Linked DNA regions of Mus musculus: regions 2 and 3 are each linked to region 1. A link is a contact called in public promoter capture Hi-C data. All regions are on one chromosome and are shown on one strand. Each heading gives the region's core, a stretch centred on a gene start, on an enhancer-like site or on the middle of the called end of the contact. The rest is flanking DNA. Distances are from core to core; before and after follow the strand shown.

What was found. Capture Hi-C pulls out chosen DNA fragments and counts their contacts.
Region 2: a promoter capture Hi-C map of liver shows a contact between it and region 1. The contact joins two enhancer-like sites. A contact is called at or near these places in 1 of 484 Hi-C or Micro-C datasets (microglia), 1 of 115 datasets of contacts at active chromatin or transcription factors (embryonic stem cells) and 4 of 9 other capture datasets (adipose tissue, embryonic stem cells, liver and 1 more).
Region 3: a promoter capture Hi-C map of liver shows a contact between it and region 1. The contact joins two enhancer-like sites. A contact is called at or near these places in 1 of 115 datasets of contacts at active chromatin or transcription factors (bone marrow-derived macrophages) and 2 of 9 other capture datasets (adipose tissue and liver).

What each region holds. Positions count from the first base shown.
Region 1 is chr7:80,604,015-80,606,714 of GRCm38.p6, forward strand. Crtc3 (CREB regulated transcription coactivator 3) reads right to left here. Exons shown (of 15, transcript NM_173863.2): 8 at 1,734-1,819; 9 at 337-386. Among named protein-coding and RNA genes, the nearest start is that of Gm15880, 31 kb to the right of the region's middle. Within about 2 kb of position 1,382, at least 17 of the 459 cell types and tissues checked have an H3K27ac peak or open chromatin away from gene starts, as enhancers often do. A contact at or near this core is called in liver, where this site is marked.
Region 2 is chr7:80,455,674-80,458,501 of GRCm38.p6, forward strand. All of the region lies in intron 21 of Blm (Bloom syndrome, RecQ like helicase), which reads right to left. Among named protein-coding and RNA genes, the nearest start is that of Gm44851, 53 kb to the left of the region's middle. Within about 2 kb of position 1,463, at least 116 of the 459 cell types and tissues checked have an H3K27ac peak or open chromatin away from gene starts, as enhancers often do. A contact at or near this core is called in liver, where this site is marked.
Region 3 is chr7:80,780,849-80,783,548 of GRCm38.p6, forward strand. The region is part of intron 2 of Iqgap1 (IQ motif containing GTPase activating protein 1); the gene reads right to left. Among named protein-coding and RNA genes, the nearest start is that of Iqgap1, 21 kb to the right of the region's middle. Within about 2 kb of position 1,428, at least 180 of the 459 cell types and tissues checked have an H3K27ac peak or open chromatin away from gene starts, as enhancers often do. A contact at or near this core is called in liver, where this site is marked.

The DNA.
Region 1 (2,700 bases), core at 132-2,631:
TAATTAAATGCATGTGTGGGTACATGTCCAAAGACTAGAGACCATCCTTCCGGCTGTTTCAAAGGTTCCGCTAACAATAGCTTGTTGGGGTCCTCAGCCGAGTCCCCCAACTCGGCCTCCTTTGATGTGTCAACACCTCGGCCTCACAATCCCTCTGCACATGCAGGGTAATTTACTGGCTTATGTCAGCTGTATAATGAACTGTCTCAAAAACATTAACTATGAGGACCAAAGAGAACAGTCATTTTATGCAAATGCAGTTGACTTTGACTTATAAACAGATCTGTGACAGAGCAGGAAAGACTGGAAACCTTCAGCAGAAGGAGTATGACTTACTTGCCGCCCCCAACATCACAGGATCGAGGGCGCCCAGACAGGGACTGGATCTGGGAAGAACAAAGAAAGTTGGGCTTACTCAGTGCACAGCCAAATTCAAGTGTTTGAAAAGTAGGGATCTGGCCACCCTAGTCAGAGGCCAAGAGAGACGGAGCAAACCAAGGGCATCTGCACAGAGCAGCCATTTAAGTTTTGAGGAATTTTAAATTTCTTAAATTTCCAGACAAAAGAAGTATATATACCATTAGCACCTTTTCTTAGCTCGATGCCTTATTAACTTACCTTCTAGTTAAATGTTACTTCCTTCAAAAAGGCAAATGTTTTGCATATTTAGATTAAAAAAATTTTTTTTCAATTAGCATGGGAGAAAAAGAAGGAAATAAAAAAGCAAAATCAAAACAAAACAAAAAGCAAAACGGGGCAATGGGGAGAGGGAGGAGAGAGGGAAAAGGACCCTGGAACTAGAGTGTGCATTAACCAAGGGAGACAACTGTCTCTCAGAGAGAGCAGCTCATGGTATTTGTGAATGCACCTGCACGCCATTATCTGTCTTCTTTTAGGCCCCTAAAGTTAAAACATCAACTACATATTTATAAAAAGCTTTCAAGACCACACTGATGCAGAGACTTCCAATAAGTTTGATGGAGGAAAGGAGTAGGACCAATGGGAGGGTAGGGTGGAAAAGGGCCAATGTGATCCCGCTGGGAGGGAAGCAGGTCCAATGGGATCCTGAGGGGGAAGGGGGAGGGACGTGGAGACCAATGGGATCCCGAGGGGGGGAAACCGGAGGGGGGGTGCGGGGGTAGTTAAGCACAGAGACCAAACAGCCAACTGCATCTGGCCATCACTAGGGGTGGATGGAGGACTTTCTCACAAGACAGCTCTCTACAGAAAGAGGCTAAGCTAAGCTCCGCAGTGGGTGAGGTTTACAAAGGGGTCGTGGAGGGAGGCCAGTGACTAGGATTTCAGACGCTAACATTCAAAGCTCAGAGAAATCAGTAGTAAACAGATGACTCATTGCTGCTTGGGTCAAAGGCCTTTGATTTTAGGAATGATCATCTGGCATGATAGCAGTTCTCGACAGGAGCTGGAGATGGCTCCAAAGCAGAGACATCTGCCCTTTCATGCCCAAATCTCCGGGCTTCTGACCATGTAAGGTGAGCAGCTTAACAATTTCCATTCGAGAATCAGCAAATCCACAGAAAAGCTTGGAAACCCCAGGGGCACTGCACTAATCGCCCACAGATCACGGTGACCCGTGGGGGACAGATCTCCCCACTGTCTTTCCAGTGTCTGTGTCCAGACAAATCCTCTCTTCCTTTTCCCCAGTTCTGGTTTCCACCTCTGCGGGGCAGGCTGCCAGGACTGACAAGCACAACCCAGGACGGCTCACCCACCTCCTTGCTCTCCCACAGGTGTTTAGGCAGTGGCTTCGGGACATTTAACAGATTCTCTTCTTTCAGCGGACCCGGGAAGGCGGCTACTAAAAGGGAGAAGAAGCATATTCATTGAATTAGAGAAGAGGGCGGCCAACCTGGGCCAAATCAATTAGCTTGTTTAAAACTGCTGGGGGTGGGGGCGGGGGCAGGGCGGGGGCAGGGCGGGGAGTGGGAGGGGGTGGCGGCAAACCTTTAATCCCATACCAGGGAGGCAGGGACAGAGGCAGATGGATCTCTGTGAATTTGAGGCCAGCCTACTCTACATAGGAAGTTCCAGGACAGCTAGAGCTACATAAAGAGACCCTGTCTCAAAAGAAAAGAAAAGAGGGGAGGGGAGGGGAGGGGAGGGGAGGGGAGGGGAGGGGAGGGGAGGGGAGGGGAGGGGAGGGGAGGGGAGGGGAGGAGAGGGGATGAGAGGGGAGGGGAGGGGAGGGGACGGGAGGAGAGGGGAGGGGAGGAGAGGAGAGGAGAGGGGAGGAGAGGAGAGGAGAGGGGAGGAGAGGAGAGGAGAGGGGAGGAGAGGAGAGAAAAGAAGAGAAAAGAAAAAATTTAAATGTCTCTTAGTTAGCATTTAGGGTTGGCTGTCAAGGAACCTGCCACGTAGCTCAGGCTGGCCTCAGGCTCTCAGCTGTCCTCTCAAGTGGTGGGATTATAAGCATGTGCCACACTGACTAGTGAACATGATTTCCTTAGCAAACACTATTTTTTAACATACTTTTTTCTTTAATTATTGTATTATTTTGTGTGTATGGGCGATTTGCCTATGTGTGTCTGTATACTATATGAACACTAGTGCCTGTGGAGACCAGAAGAGGGCATCAGATCTCCTGGAACTAGTCATAGATAGTTGTGAGCCACCATGTGCATGCTAGGAATTGAACCGGGTCCTTTGGAAGAGCAGCCGGTGCTCTTACCCACTGAGCCA
Region 2 (2,828 bases), core at 213-2,712, 150 kb before region 1:
TAGCCACACCTTCCACAGCCTATAGCCGGAATCCTCTGCCTCTGGGTCTATTCTAACAAAGAGGAAGTGAAGACCTCTTTCTCTTTTTTTTTTTTCTTTTTTTTTTTTGGTTTTTCAAGACAGGGTTTCTCTGTATAGCCCTGGCTGTCCTGGAACTCACTCTGTAGACCAGGCTGGCCTCTGCCTCCCAAGTGCTGGGATTAAAGGCATGAGCCACCACTGCCTGGCATGAAGACATCTCTTAAAGACCCCAAATCTCTGGCCATCAGATACCCTAGAATTACTGCACTGACCCAGATGTGAGCAAGGCAGCTTTGTGCAGAGTGGAGATGGGGCAGAGCCTCTGGGTGGCCTCATCCTAGTCACATAGTCCTAGGAAGGCTGCATATGTGGCTCCTTAGGGAGGACCAAGCTGCCTCATGCAGTGGTCTGGCATGTGTCAGGGCCACGTAGTCAGCAATTCCCCTGCCCCAACACCCAAAGAACTGCCAACTTGTCCTTTCTGCTTACTGCCTCCTACAAGAAGGGAAGAGGGCCCTGCCAGAGCCTGAGCTGTGCCCTGCATATCACTTCTTTGCTGACCCGAGGAGAGCAATTTTCTAACCCTTGATAAAACAAACAAAAAGTGAACCACCTTGTCAGCTGGTTTACAGTGACAGTGGGCAGTGCAGAGGTGCACCATCAGTTGTATAATCCCGGGCAGTTAGTGGCATCCTAGGGCATGCTGCTGGGGTTAGGAAAAGTTTTTCAACATTGTAAACCTCTTGCTGGAGGGAAGGCAATCTCATTGCAGATCTGGCGGAGAAGCAGCCTCAAGTTTCCCTCTGCTGACTTCCTGCTGAGGAATGAAGCCCGGAGCAAACCCTGCTGTTTATATGGATTTACAGAACGCATCTGCCAACAGCAGCCTCCATTTCAACGGCTCATCCATTTTCCTCCCACTCAGAAAGCTCAGAACACACCTGGCTCATTGTGTGGCTTTCTGGAGACGTGAGCCCCAGTGGTCTGTTGGGGGTGAAGGGCTCTTGGCAAGGAGCCCCAGTATTCTCTCACTGCACAGGTGAGCAGCCCCGGGGCTGGAATCCCCCTCAGGGTGGGCTGGAAAACCCAGAGGAGCAGAGGAGATGCCAAGCAGCTGCTGATGGTGAAGAGTCACCAAGCTGGCAGGCAGAAGAGACCCTCCTTACACACAGACCGACTACACTTAGATGGAAACCGGAGCTGGCTGTGGGGCACTATGATGTTGGTTTTGTTTTCTGAGATAGAGTCTCATGGCACAGACTGGCTTTGGACTGTGCGTGTGTGTGCGCGAGTGCGTGTGCGAGAGAGCGTGTGTATGCATTTACGTATTTGCTTACTTTTGTTGAGACAGGGTTTCTCTGTAGAGTGCCGGCTGGACCCAAACGCAGAGATTTGTGTGCCTCTCAACTGCTGACACTGAGGCACGCATGACCATGTGTGGCACTGAACCACAGATTACCTTGCACTCTGATCTTCCTGCCTCCTAGCTCCCGAGTGCTACAGTAAACCTTTATGCCTCGTGCAAATTTGAGTTTTACTCCTTATTAAATCAGATTACAGGCAACATGGCAAAGAGCTCCTTTCTCACAAACAGCTGCTGTGCAAATGAAGTGAAGGAGCCAGCAGCAAAGAACAGTGTTGGTCTCTTCCCTCCCAACAAGTAGAAGCCAGATGTCAGATCGCCCACGGTTTCAAGGAGTGTCCACAGACTCGCAGAAGTGAAAGTGCTCTGAGCCGTCAGGCCAGGCCAGTGTCCAATCCTACCTCTGAAACGGAGTAGGCGAGACTGGCCTCAGGCAAGCCCTTCCCTCCCACACAACACAGGCCAGGCCAGTTTCCCCATCCTAAACCCAAGGGGGTTGGACCAGAAGCTTTTTAAGGTCTCATGCTCTGTGAGCAACTAAGCAAATGAGTGCTTCCCAAGGGGAGGAATAAATGAAGGAAATGAGAAAATGTCCTCACTGAGGAATATCTGATGGTCACTTGCGCACTCAAAACCACAAAGTTAAACCACCATTTACAAATGTCTTTAATTGTGTACTCTGGAGGAAGGTTAGCACATGTAAGAAGTCTGTTTATGGATTTAACAAGAAATGACAATTTGGTGACATTGTCTGCCTTTCTCTTCCCCCACTCAATCTTGTTTTTCTCACTTAGAAGGAGAAAAGGTGGAAAACTGCAAACAACAGCTCAGAGCCATGCAGCTTTGGTTCCTGTTCTAAGCAGTTCTGTTACAGTATGCACTTCTCTGGGGACCACCATCTCTGGATTGAGGGCAGGAGGTGATGGGCATCTAGCAGGGGAGAAGGAGGAAGAGGGGGAGGGAGGGACTCTTGGATACAGTCCAATGGTGGAAAACATGCCTGCTGCCAAGACCTGGCCACTCTGACTTCGCTTCTCCTGTGCAGACATGCTGCAGCCAAGCAAAGGGAGGAGAAGACAGAAACCACTTACACAGCCCCCAAGGAAACTTGGCTTGTCTGGCCTTTGGATTTCCCCAAGTGGTCTCCTCTCAGCTATCCTGCCAAGACTAGGAGACCCAGTCTCCCGGGCATTAAAAGTAGCAGGGAGGGTGGGGAATGCGCTGGGCTAGCAGTGCTCAGTTAGATTGTAGGAAGCTATGGGCTGGACCTCAGCATTGCATAAACCAGGTGTGATGGCCCACATGTAATCTCAGAAGTTGGGAGGTGGATGCAGGAAGAGTATAAAGTCAGGGTCAACCTTGGCTTTAAACTAAGTTCAAGGGCAGACTGTGATAGAGGAGACCCTGTCTCAAAAAATAGCAGAGAGACCCAGAGAATCCTGCA
Region 3 (2,700 bases), core at 178-2,677, 180 kb after region 1:
GGATAAAAAGGATAAGCAGCTCCTATAGGAGAGAGAAAACAGGCTCCCATTTCTTAATAAGAACAGTATTTCTGAGAGCCCTGGGATAAGGTAACATACACCTTAGAGTATATAGTAATACACACCAAAATTTTAATTTTCAAATCTATGACTTGGTAACAACAAATTAGGAGGAGTGGCTAGCTATGGATTTTTTTAAAAGATTTATTTTTATTTATATGAGTACACTGTAGTTGTCTTCAGACACACACCAGAAGAGGGCTTCGGATCCCATTACAGATGGTTGTGAGCCACCATGTGGTTGCTAGGAATTGAGCCCAGGACCTATGGAAGAGCAGGCAGTGCTCTTAACCTCTGAACCATCTCTCCAGCCCAACTATGAATCTTATTAAGGACACAGCTCTTTCCTGTAAGGTTTGCAACAGTTGAGGAAGAGAGAGGGGTGTGAAGGGCTCTAAGAAAGCTACAGAGAGGAGCCCTAAGCTCAGCACTCCCTTAGTGTCCAGAGAACTCTGGAGTTCATGTTCTCAGAAAAGAAACATTTTTTACACACAATTCAAAATCCAGAATCTGAAAAAGAAAGAAGGAGGAGGAGGAGGAGCAGGAGGAAAGAAAGAAAGAAAGAAAGAAAGAAAGAAAGAAAGAAAGAAAGAAAGAAAGCCAGCCAGCCTGCCCTCAGTTAAAAGGGAGAGGGCGTGGCATGGGGAACAGACACAAGGCTCGCTCAGCACAGTGAGACAAGAAAGCTCCCCTGGACACAGAGCCAAGGTCATTGCTGATCTTGGCAAGAACGATCAGTGAGAAGAGAAAGGCCCACCAGCTGCAGCCTCTGGATTGGGATGAAGAGGACACAGAGGAAGAAGACAATCACCAGGAGAGGCCAGGCCTGAGGGAGCACACAGTGAGTGCCTTCTCATGCCTGCGTTGTTAGAAAACAACACTGTGAGGAGGCCCTAAAGACGGGAAAGAATAGGAAGGGAGCCCAAGATGGCACAGGAAATCTGCTGGGGGAACAGATTTTGAGGAATTTTATGGAGAAGCCATGATACAGGAAGCTAGAGATGGAGTTGCCGGCAAAGAATAAAGGCTTGTCGACACTTCCTGGTCAGCCTCGCCCATCCCTGCCAATTCCAAGGAAGCCTCAAAGTCACCTTCCCCACGATCACAAATAACACCATCCAACTTCTAAACTTTGCTGTACCTAGAGTTTCTACATCTGCACCTACTAAAACCAGTGCTTACTTACATAAAGGCAGCCCCTCCTTTGTCTTTGAGTCAAAGTGCTCTAACTGTTGGAAGATCTCTCCGTGTCTTGCTTAAGGAACATACTACCCCTGACCAAATGATAAGAAACAAGAAACGAATAAGAGGCAGAAAATTACAGCTCAGGCATGACATCATACCGCTAAGCCACCACAGCACCTGCGCTGCACACTGCACTCTGAACTGAGCCACGGCTCTGGGCGCCTGGTTACGGAGCAGCGCTGTGGTCAGAGGTGCAACTGGAAGCCAAAAGGGAAGGGGAGGGGCACCAAAAATATGGACGACATGTTTTCCTGCTCTTCTTCACAATCTTGGCCTTTCTTTCAAAACCCTACCACCAAATGACGTCCCTGTTCTCTAAACTTTTACACAGAAACTGTTTGCATCATCCCACAGCCACCACATGTGGCCTTGTGACAGTCAGGCCTTTTATTCTTTCTTGTTGGGTAACTTTTCAATGCTTATGTCTTGTCTGTCCAATCAATATGGAGACCTCTTTTTAACACAGACGTACTGCTTTTAAGTGTATCGGATCTGTACACATAAGTGCAGGGACAGACTGCCCTACAGCTCGAGTTTCACAGGGAGCTGGGAACAGAACTGTTAGAGGAGCAGCTAACTGCTGAGCCAGCTGAGCCAGCTCTGCCGCTCTCTATGGAAGACTCCTAAAGACAAGGCTGGCTTAGTGTTTCACAGCTCTCGGTACTATGAACAAACTGTCCTGAACGATGCAAGTGTTCAAAAGTGCTTTTCACTTGTTTTAAGTCAATAAAACATTTTTTCTCATCCCTTTTCCACATCAGGAAAAAAAAAAAAAAAAAAAAAAAAAAAACAGGCAGCGAAATATCATGTCATTCAAAACAATTATTAATAAAACAAAAAATAAAAATAAAACTTATCTTTAAATAACTTCAGAAACAGGGGCTAGAGAGATGGCTCAGCTGTTTAGACTGAATTCAGGTCCCAGCACCCACATGGCATCTTCCAACTGTCTATAGTGGGTTCTATGCTCTCTTCTTGTGCACATGGGCACGCAGACAAAACATCCATATACGTGCGTACGATCTACAGAGAATCTACAGAGAATCTTTAATAACTGCAGAAATGGGTTAGAGCACAGGAAGAAGCTTCCCTGGAACTGTGGATCTGTGTTTGAAAGTCTCCTACAACGTGGGTTCCCACAGTGGCTCCGACTTTGTGCATGTGCTCTTAGAAAGGGTCCATCTGCACATGCTTGCACATGTGTGTGAAGGCCAGAGGTCAACCTCAAACATCATCCCTTGGGTGCTGTCCTGTCCACCTCGTGATTTGTTTTTAATTTGCAATTATTGTACGTATGTGTATCCCAGGCCACAATGCACATGGGAGGTCTGGGGCAGCTCTCTCCTTCCACCTTTACAGTGCTTCCAAGGGTCAAATGCAGGTCACCAGACTTAA